2 separate regions of the Arachis hypogaea genome follow, and region 1 is linked to region 2. A link is a contact called in public Hi-C data. All regions are on one chromosome and are shown on one strand. Each heading gives the region's core, a stretch centred on a gene start, on an enhancer-like site or on the middle of the called end of the contact. The rest is flanking DNA. Distances are from core to core; before and after follow the strand shown.

The links. Hi-C and Micro-C count contacts between places; a contact is called where the count stands out from the background.
Region 1: a contact with region 2 is called in a Hi-C map of an unstated tissue, with 2.9 times the contacts expected there. The contact joins the promoter of LOC112751012 here to the enhancer-like site in region 2. A contact is called at or near these places in 4 of 8 Hi-C or Micro-C datasets (leaf and an unstated tissue).

Annotation. Positions count from the first base shown.
Region 1 is chr2:91,961,245-91,967,035 of arahy.Tifrunner.gnm2.J5K5, reverse strand. It overlaps LOC112751012 (protein trichome birefringence-like 34), which reads right to left and starts at 4,304. Exons shown (of 5, transcript XM_025799989.3): 1 at 3,883-4,304; 2 at 2,607-2,784; 3 at 1,251-1,447. The coding sequence starts at 4,250.
Region 2 is chr2:91,922,649-91,928,332 of arahy.Tifrunner.gnm2.J5K5, reverse strand. No RefSeq gene overlaps it. Among protein-coding and RNA genes, the nearest start is that of LOC112751003, 9.4 kb to the right of the region's middle. Within about 2 kb of position 1,767, at least 1 of the 3 cell types and tissues checked has open chromatin away from gene starts, as enhancers often do.

The DNA.
Region 1 (5,791 bases), core at 3,055-5,554, 36 kb before region 2:
TCAGACATTGTAAGGGTGACTAGAAATTAAATTAGTATTTGTACTTTGGTTCCTTTCCTTAAGTTTAAAATATTCTGATTGACCATTATGCTAACAATATAACTTTTTGGAAAAGTAGTTCTATCAATGGAGTAATAGTACCATACTTCACAAATATCTATAACTACAAAATTCAATATTTTACTCTACTTTTTCTTGCTTAGCTTCTAATATTGTGTGGCTGATATTTATATGGAGCATGAAAAAGCATTTACTCTATATAACATACATTTTTAGGGGATGAAGTTGCATATGAAGAAAAAATTCACCTTTTATTTCTTATATTGGGGAGAAGATAGTGTTCTACAACATTATTAAAGTATGGTGTGTTTAACTAAGATGTGGAGGACATAAATCGAACCATCAGATTTGTTATTTAAAACATAAATTTGCTATTTAAAATATAAATCTAACCCTCAGATCTGTATACTTCACTCAAATCGAATCCTTATATTTCATTTTTCTTCTCTTTTTAACAAATCTAGCCGTCCGATTTATTCTATAACAATTTTTAAAAAAATAACTTCATACTAAAGAAAAACACCAACCCTTTCAATAATTATATATTACACACCAATTTCCTCCGTATCGAAAAAAATAGCCAAAAAAATTATGGGCTAATCGAACATAACCTAAAATTTAAGTATAATGAACTTATTTTAGACAACAATCTACCCATTTTCAGAAAGTTCATGGATTTATACTTTGCTTATCATTAAAATTTTAAAATAAATAACCAACTTGGGTTTGTTTAGTAGTGAGTTCACTAATCCACTTAAGTAAGTGTTGGAGGTTTGAATTAGTTTAAATCTGTAATGGATTAATCTTTAATCTGCCGAATTAAAAAAATCATGAGAAACAAAAAAAATTAAAAATTAAAAATACGCCACAAATCCAAGAATAAACTACAATTACACCCTACATTATATTTATAGTTTATACCCCCAATGTTTATACATACACATTTAAATACATAGGTCATTTGATAATTAATAGTAATAATAAGAATAGTAATATCTATACAACTACTTAGTACTTACTATGTTTAGAAAACATTTCGAAAACACAATCATTATTATACAAATGGTGGTTGGAAATTAACATTGGAGTAGTTGTAGATGATCACATAACATAGGCAATAAAGCAGTAAATTAAATTAGTTGATGAAATTAAGAAAGTGATGGTTAGGTAAAAGATGTGTGTATACTCACAGAACATTCATTGCACGCCTTCTCCACCAAAGGAAAGTGTTGAAGACCAGAATGTCTGCATCAGTCCAATGCCTAGCATGCTTCTCAATGCTCTTGACCCTCACAATTCTATTTGCTACTCTATGGTTTATTGGATCATCTGAGTTTGATTCTACTAGTAGTGGGGCCCAATAGAACTCTATGCTTGCATTGTATTCCTTTCATTTCAATTTTGTCAAAGTTAACATCCATAAACTGTTATTTAGTCACATAATAATAAGTTGTTTTCTTTTGCAATTGTCAAATGTTGGCTAATTAATAATCAAACCCATGTGTCTAATCAGAACTTGTTTCTCTGCTCATGTTTTGAAACATGAGAAAATTAAAGAATTAGTTTAATAGTAGTGTAGTGGGTTTTTTCAAGAATAAATTACAATGACTTCGCTCTTTTATATTTAGTAAAATTTATTGTGATTTTTCTTTATGAATTTGATTTTACTGCATTGTTAGTACAATGTAAAATAGTTTTATACGTGCATTCAATTATGTAACATTCTATTAATAAAAATAATTATTTTTTTATATTAATTACGTAGTCATTTAAAAAGACAGATGTAATTTGACGACTGTGTAAAATAGTTTACACCATCAATACATTAAAATTAAATTTTTTTTATTTATTCATTAGTTGATATTAATTTCCTTTAATTTCAGGAGAGGACAAGATTATATTTATAAGTGTTTAATATTATATTTCACAAAATATAAAACTATATATCTAAATTTTAAATTTGATCAATGTTTAATTTTAGAAATAAAGAAAAATTAATTTGGATTTCAAGGATATCAAGTGAATATATAGTCATTATACTTGCCATAAAATATATATCATAAATTAAAACTCTTTTAATTATATAATCATATTAGCTATAAAATATATTTTGCATAGTATTTTTTATTAGGTTTAATTATCCTGTCAGTTCCTATAGTTTCATTAAATTTTTAATCAGGTAGGTCTTTTATACTTTTTTTTTTCTTTTCAATTAGATCCCTATACCGTGTCATATTTTATAATTAAGTCCCTACCGTGACAAAAACGTTGAAATTAAGGAAATATTCTGTTAAATTATATAGAATATTCAGTCAAGTGTTAGACATATTCATTTTGTTTGACAGAATATTCTGATAATTCTAACGTTTTTGTTACTATGGACTCAATCAAAAATAAAAACCTAATTAAAAATTCAGTAAAAGTATAGAGATTCATAGGATAATTAAATTTTTTATTATTGTTTATTGTTCCATGTTCATGCGACAATAGAAGCAACTATATATAGCTCTATTCTTCTTCTACTTATAATGCCTAAGATTACTTACTATGGCCTTAAAAATACTTAGTGATCCATTGGCAATGGTGCGCATTGATTTAAGAGATGGGAGCACTGAAGACTCAACAAGGCAAACCATTGAAATCCATTGGCCTCTATTGAGTGAATCCCCAACAAACACAAGCCTCTTGTTCCTTAGCTTTTCAAGCATTGCTGTTGCATTGAACCTATAATTATTATATAACACAAAAAGATGGGCCACATTCAACAAAGCTAAAAAATATAATATAAATTGACTAAATTAATACATTAAAAAAAAAACTAATGTATGGTAAAATATATCGTTTGTTATTGAAATTTGTTAAAAATTTTAAAAATATTCATAAGTTTTATGTTGTTTTAATTTTATTCTAAGTTTTTTATTCGTATCAAATATATTCCTTACAGCTAAATTTTCAAAAAATTTAGGACTAATCTAGTAATAATACATGACAAATATGTTTGGTTTACTTGTGTTGAAGGATGTTTTGTGAATATTGTTACTGAATTGGTCCTAAATTTTTTGAAAAATTAGTCGTCAAGAGTATATTTGATTCAAATAAAAAAATTTTAAAACAAAATTAAAATAAAATAAAACTTAGATATATTTTTAATAAATTTTAAAGACAAAAAATTATGTTTTACCCATTAATTATGTATCAATAATTGTCTAGAGAAGTTTGAATGCTTTAAACAGTGTAAAAAAACTAATTTTAGTGACAATAGTATTATATTATGACCATTTTTTTAAGTTAATTTTTTGTAACAATTATGTATTTATTATTATTATTATTATTATTATTATTATTATTATTATTATTATTATTATTATTATTATTATTATTATTATAAGTTATAGAATTTTTTTTAACCTTAAGAAAGGTTTTTACCGATAATTAATAACTGTCACTAAAGCTTTAGCTTTTAACGACAAAATAAAAAACGATTAATAATATTAATTAGGATAAATCTATTTACGGCAATTATAGCCGCCAAAGCCAAAATACATTACCACTGAATTAAAATTAGTTGTCTCTGAGCAATAGTCTTGTCAAAATATAGGTCTATAGTACTAATATCTGAACAAAAATTTGTCTCTTAACACAAACCAACAATTGTCTATCTAGATATGTATTGATGATTTTTCAATGTACTAAATTAGTCAAACTAACCTGAAAATTGAAAGAATAGATATCATAAAATTATAATTTTCCAAAATTAAAAGAAAAAATGTGATAATAAGCTAATACTTAATTAAGGGGATGGAAATTAATTAATTAAAAGACCTTGGTATGTGACATTGGTGTGGCTGCCACCTCCAATTCTGGTAGCTAAGGTCCTTCCTTCCAAACTTCTCACAAGCCAATTGATCTGACATGTATGTGCATTGCTTCTCTTTGTATAATGGATGAGTTATGTTGTCAAAAACCCACTTACCATTAAACATGTTGCATTTTGATTCTTCAATAATTGATGACATACTATTACTACTACTCTCTTCAAACCATTCTCCTCCTTCTTGTGTTAGATAAACGCCAGTCACAACTACAATTGTTGTTAGTACTAAAACAAGTGATTGAAATGTGCTTCTTATTCCTCCATTATTAGTACTAGTGTTTCCTAACACTATTTCTTGTGATGCCTTATTTGCCATTTATTACAATAATTGCTTGCACCTTTCTTTGTTTTTTTCAAGATGCAATGCAATATAATGATTCCTCAATTTTAATTTTGAAGCTTTCTTGATGATGGATAGTGAGGTAGAAGATTATTGTCATCCATAGCCAAACATGTCCCACTGAAAATGGTAGGTGGAGAACAATGATGCATTTAGAAGTTTAGTGTACTTGATATTTCTTAACTCATAGTGTTTTACAATAAGAATCAGATAATAATGTACTATATTCAACATTGACTAATTAAAATTTAGCTCCAATTTATATAGATTAAAAATTAATGTTAGATGTATAATTATTTGTTTGCTTTCTATTTAAGATTTAAATTTATAGAATAAATAATTTTATGAGATAATGCATATTAAACTATTTAGAAAGATATTTTATGCTTCATCTACTAAACTTTACTATATACCTTACCTTATTTTATGTGGTTTAATATGATGGCAATTATTTGAAGCACTATTTTTTTAAAAATATTCTATAGTAATTATGTTGTTTGGAACTTTGATTTGATATGATATGATATGATATGTGGAGGGAAGGATCAATTAAATGATATATATTAAGGTTATGTTGTTGACGTTTTCACAACCAATGACATTGCTTGAAGAATGGTCGAAGCCCTTACTGTCCTCTCCACTATCTTAAGTCCTTTTCTACCTCAAAACACAAATGAGGAAGAGATAAGAGAAACCAACAAAGTAGTGTCACTTTCTTAATTCCCTCATGTGTATGTATGCATGCTTCATATATCAAATCTTCTTTTTTAGTGGGTTAGCAAACTAAGGTAACCACATACTAGGTAGATTTATTTGCAACTTTTAAGAGTGTTTCTGGTAAGAGTTACATTTGCAATTTACTCTTTTAGTATACTAGTATATTTTTGGGTTACGTGTTTGGTTGTTGAGGATAAATATATAATAAAAAGAAAAATAATTAACGAATTTAGTTAATATGCACGATATAATAGTATACAATTATGTTAAGCGTGCTATTATTCAATTATATTTAAGAATCTGAACAGACTTTAAGTAGTAGAAAATACAGTACATGCAATAATTGTAATAATACATAATTAGATTATAATATAAAATTTTATTTTGGAAATATATTCAAATTAACCAAAGCATACAGTACATGCATATGTACCAATAATGTACCAATTAGCTGAAATACATAATTAAATCACATAAGCTAATTTATCATGATACTACTTTTTTTTAATTTAGGCTGATAAAAAATATATATAAATGATTATATTTTTTAAATAAGAGTTTTTTTTTAAATTTGGTTAAATTTTTATATTTTTCTTAATTTGCCTTGTGCTAAATTCTTTTTCTTTTGGAATCTTACAAGATTTGAATTTTAGATTTTTCGATTATAAAACTTTGATAATATATTATGATATTAGCTACTTTTCCTAAGTTGATCATAAAAAAAGATATATGAATAGTTATATCTCTACCACAATTATTCTACTCTAATTCCTAATATTTGGACACATCCTTGTGTAAGA
Region 2 (5,684 bases), core at 518-3,017:
TCAAAACTGATTTCAGAGCTTGATTTCAAGAACGTAGAGAACGAAGAAAATTGTAAAAAATGAAGAAAGAAAATGCAGAGAACGAATGAAGAAAAATGCATAGATAGAAGAGAACGTAGATCGAAAACGTTAAGGAGATTCGAAAAAGGAAACAAAATCCTTTCAAAAAAGACAGTTATATATTCGTGCGTTGATTGAAAAGTTAGTTAAATAGTGATGTGTGAGGTAAATTAGGTTAAAAAGACTTTTATAGACTTATATGTGTAAATGACTTGTATATGAAAAATATTTGTATTATTAAATAATTGATAAAGACAAAATGTATATTGTATTACATCTATTACCTATTTACCTCATCCTATCATAATCTTCAATCACTCTAAGAATAGTTTTTACGGGTTAATAGTTAAATTAGTCCCGGAAAAATAAGACATTATTCAAATTCATCTCTAAAAGATTTTTTTTAATCAAATTGGTCCTTCAAAGATTGCGAATTAATCATATCTATCCTCTAATCACTCCACTAACAAATTTTTTCAAAGATTGATGTTATAAAACGTTAATTGATAACATATATAATATTTGATATGTCTAATTGGATATATTTATGAAAATTATTAATTTAGTCATTTTTTCTAATTACAAAAATTCTATTCCTAATATCACCTAGTGACTAAATTGATAGATTTTTGTAAATATATTTAGTCAACGTTTAATTGAACATGTTATGTGTCATGTATGCTATCAGTTAACATTTTACATCATTAATCATTGACGAAAATTATGAGTGAAGTAACTGAAGGACAAATATGATTAATTCGTAATCTTTGAAGGACTAATTTGATTAAAAAAATTTTTTAGGGACAAATTTGAAGAATACCTTATCTTTTAGGAACGAATTTGATTATTAACCCGCAAAATTAATTTCTACTAGAGTATCATCATAATCATTGTCAATTATTATTAAGTAAAGATTATTTTACCTCTTTATATTGATTTGGTAAAAGTTTTAAAAATATTTTTAAAATTATTTATTTTATTTTAATTTTGTTTCAAAAAATTTTTATTTGTATTAAATATATTTTTAACAGCTAATTTTTCAAAAAAATATGATCAATTCAATAATAATTTCATAAAAATAACTTTTAATACAAGTAAATCAAGTATAATTTTCATGTATTATTGTTGGATTAGTCTTAACTTTTTTGAAAATTTAGTTATCGAAACATATTTAATGCAAATTAAAATCTTGTGAGCTAAAATTAAAATAAAATAAAATTTATGTTTAATTTTAAAATTTTTATTAAACTTAAAAAATAAAAAATATACTTTATCTTTAAATACGAATAAAATGCCAAAATGAATGAACAAAACAAATTGCGTACACATTATTTAAACATTGCAGCTTCATAAAAGTTTTATATTATAGATAGGTCATAATACATTTAAAATGTCAATTTTTTCTCTATCAATTTTTTGTTTAAAAATTTTAATTGTATTTTATAGTTCAATATGATATTTTTTATTTTGGTACATAAAATGATAGTTTATTTTCTTTTTTTTTTTTTGGTCAAGAGTTTATTTTCAAATATTTTTAATCTTTTGGACATTTGGGTCTCAAAGTAAAACTGTCTCAGAATATTCCAATAACTGACTAAAGCCCAAACTTTACAGACCCAAGAAAATGTCCAAACCTAACACAACATATCACCAAAACTTTTTTAACAATAATGTATAATGCTAACATTACTTTAGTAAGAAATTTCCTATCTAACAAAAAAAAAAAACAAAGAAATTTCCAAGAAACCAAGAACAACACGCACTATAACCTCTTGAAAATTCTCGTCCAAAACTCAACCTCCTGAAAATTTATTGGCTTCTAATACCTAAAAAAACGAAATAAAAAAAATAATGGCTTGAATAATATTGTAATATTTTAATAAGGAAGAAAGTAACTTTAATTCAAATATTAACAAAACTCCACAATTTCAATAACAATAAAATATAGGTTTGAAGAAATCTGTTAAAAGTTAAGATTCCCCAATACCTTGTTTTCTTTGAAAATAATACGAGTTCGTCAATTTGTGAAAGAAAAATTTGTTAGAATTTGTTATTGTTAGTAGAATGGGTTGAGATATATTCGATTGGATTGATGTAAATGATGAATTCTCTATTTTTTCATTTTTAGAGTTATATAAGACTCAGTCTAACTGTACTTTACATGAATAATTTTATAATTTCAAATTCTCTTTTCAGTCTTTTTCTTTCTAGTTCTCTAATTCTCTGCTCAAACTAGAATTCGTTCATGATATCAAAAACTGTGGTACCTTGATCCATAGCTTCATTCATCACTGCTGACTCTGCTAACTCAAACCTTCTAAACAATAATGCTATCATTGTTCCAGCAATTTTCATTCCAAAAAATTTTTAAAATCCATAGCCTACAAATTGGGAGAGAACAACTTCAAAACATGACAAGCACAGATACTTGCAGCAATCAGAGGCCAAGATAATCTCAGGCGTGATTCAATTCCTCCTCAATTTGAATCTAATGCTTATGCTCTCACTAGTACTGGATCAAAGACTTAAAAGCAATGGAGACAAGAACATTACAACTTAATTTCTTTCCTTTTAGCCTCCATAGATCAAGATTTCAATAACAAGATGATTGGCAACACCTTTTGTTATGAAATATGAAAAAAGCTTGAAGATTACTTCGTCAAGACGGCAAGATACAAAGTTAAGCAACTCAAATCTAAAATTAAAACTATCAAGAAAGTTGGGTTAACTGTTACCGATTACATTAATAAGCTCAAACACCTCTTTTATTCCTTAATAGCGTTGGAAAATCTTCTCACTACTGAAGAACAAATTGATGTTATCATTGAGAGCCTCAATGAAGATTATCAAATATTCATATCCACAGTCTCTGTAAAAACAGAATCATTCACACTCAATAAAGTTGAGAATTTACTAAAAACACATGACAACATGCTAGAAAGATTTCACAAATCAGAATCCATGATTGCTGATGAGCGGATAATTTATACGCTTTTTGGCATTGTTTTTAGTATGTTTTTAGTATGTTTTAGTTAGTTTTTATTATATTTTTATTAGTTTTTAGTTAAAATTCACTTTTCTGGACTTTACTATGAGTTTGTGTGTTTTTCTGTGATTTCAGGTATTTTCTGACTGAAATTGAGGGACCTGAGCAAAAATCTGATTCAGAGGCTGAAAAGGACTGCAGATGCTGTTGGATTCTGACATCCCTGAACTCGAAGTGGATTTTCTGAAGCTACAGAAGCCCAATTGACGCGCTCTCAACTGCGTTGGAAAGTAGACATCCTGGGCTTTCCAGCAATGTATAATAGTCCATACTTTGCCCGAGATTTGATGGCCCAAACAGGCATTCCAAGTCAGCTCAAGAATTCTGGCGTAAAACGCCAGAACTGGCACAAGAATGGGAGTTAAACGCCCAAACTGGCACAAAAGCTGGCGTTTAACTCCAAGAAAAGTCTCTACACGAAAATGCTTCAATCCTCAGCCCAAGCACACACCAAGTAGGCCCGGAAGTGGATTTTTATGTCATTTACTCATTTTTGTAAACCCTAAGCTACTAGTTCTCTATAAATAGGACCTTTTGCTATTGTATTATCATCTTTTGATCACTTTAGATCCTTAGATCATCTTTGGACGTCTAGTTCTTAGATTATTGGAGGCTGGCCTCTCGGCCATGCCTAGACCTTGTTCTTATGTATTTTCAACGGTGGAGTTTCTACACACCATAGATTAAGGTGTGGAGCTCTGCTGTACGTCGTGTATTAATGCAATTACTATTGTTCTTCTATTCAATTCGGCTTATTCTTGTTCTAAGATATCACTTGTTCCTCAACTTGATGAATGTAATGATCCGTGACATTCATCATCATTCTCACCTATGAACGTGTGCCTGACAACCACCTCCGTTCTACCTTAGATTGAGTGGATATCTCTTGGATCCCTTAATCGGAATCTTCGTGGTATAAGCTAGAATTGATGGCGGCATTCAAGAGAATCCGGAAGGTCTAAACCTTGTCTGTGGTATTCTGAGTAGGATTCAAGGATTGAATGACTGTGATGAGCTTCAAACTCGCGATTGTGGGGTGTTAGTGACAGACGCAAAAGAATCACTGGATTCTATTCCGACATGATCGAGAACCGACAGCTGAATAGTCGTGCTGTGACAGAGCGCGTTGAACATTTTCACTGAGAGAACGGGACTGTAGCCATTGACAACGGTGATGCCCAACATACAGCTTGCCATGGAAAGGAGTAAGAAGGATTGGGTGAAGACAGTAGGAAAGCAGAGAGATGGAAGGGACAAAGCATCTCCATACGCTTATCTGAAATTCTCACCAATGAATTGCATAAGTATCTCTATCTTTATTTTATGCTTTATTCATAAATCATCTATAACCATTTGAATCTGCCTGACTAAGATTTACAAGATGACCATAGCTTGCTTCATACCAACAATCTCCGTGGGATCGACCCTTACTCACGTAAGGTTTATTACTTGGACGACCCAGTGCACTTGCTGGTTAGTTGTGCGAAGTTGTGATAAAGAGTTGAGATTGCAATTGAGCGTACCATATTGATGGCGCCATTGATGATCACAATTTCGTGCACCAATTGCTCAAGCACACTATTCACAAACAAAATTTGGGGGAAGACGTGGGAGAGGAGCTAGGTTAATCGAGGGGGTCGCAATTCCTACACCTCAACTCGTCCACAATGCCAGATTTGTGGAAAATTAGGTCATCTTGCATGGTCATCTTATCATCGCTTCGATCAAAGCTTTCCTTCTCCGGCTAATTCTCAGGATTTTCGACCTCCCACCAACTCTCAACAATTCAAGACCTCCACCACTACAAACTCCACAAGATCCTCCACTCCTCCACCATCCTCTTCTTCCTTTCATCATCCTCAGACCTATGTAGCTGCACCATCACTATTAACAGATAATTCTTGGCATCCACACATTGACACCATACACTATCTCACTCCTGACCTGAATAATATTGTTTCGAGCCATGAATATCATGGACCAGAATAGGGTCCATTAGAAAATAGTTCAGGTATGTTCTTCTCACATTCTGAAAATTCATATATTCTTGCAAAAGACTCAATTGCCTATTTACTTTAAATAAACTTTTATATACTCCTAATTTGACAAAGACTTTGATAAGCATTGGTAAATTTTGTGAGAACAATCAGGTATTTTTTGAGTTTCATGCACACAATTACTTATTCAAATGCAAACACACTCAAGAAACTCTTGTACGTGAATATATATAGGACTCAAAGAATCTACAATTTTGTTAATACTGTCACCTATAAAAATCACACTCCTGTTGTTAATAATGCTAAAAAATCAGATTCATATCGTTCTTACACTTTATGGCATTATAGACTTGGACATGCTGCTCTTAAAATTGTAAAATATGTCCTTACAAATTATAATCTTCCAAAATATAATAAAATTGTCAATTTTTTAGATTTTTCTAACTCTATTTGTGATCATTGCATGCAAGCAAAAATGCATAAGTTAACATTTTCTATTTCAGAAACTACATATCATTATTCTTTAAAACTTATTTACTTTGATATTTGGGGTCCAACACCCATGATTTCTCACCTTGAAT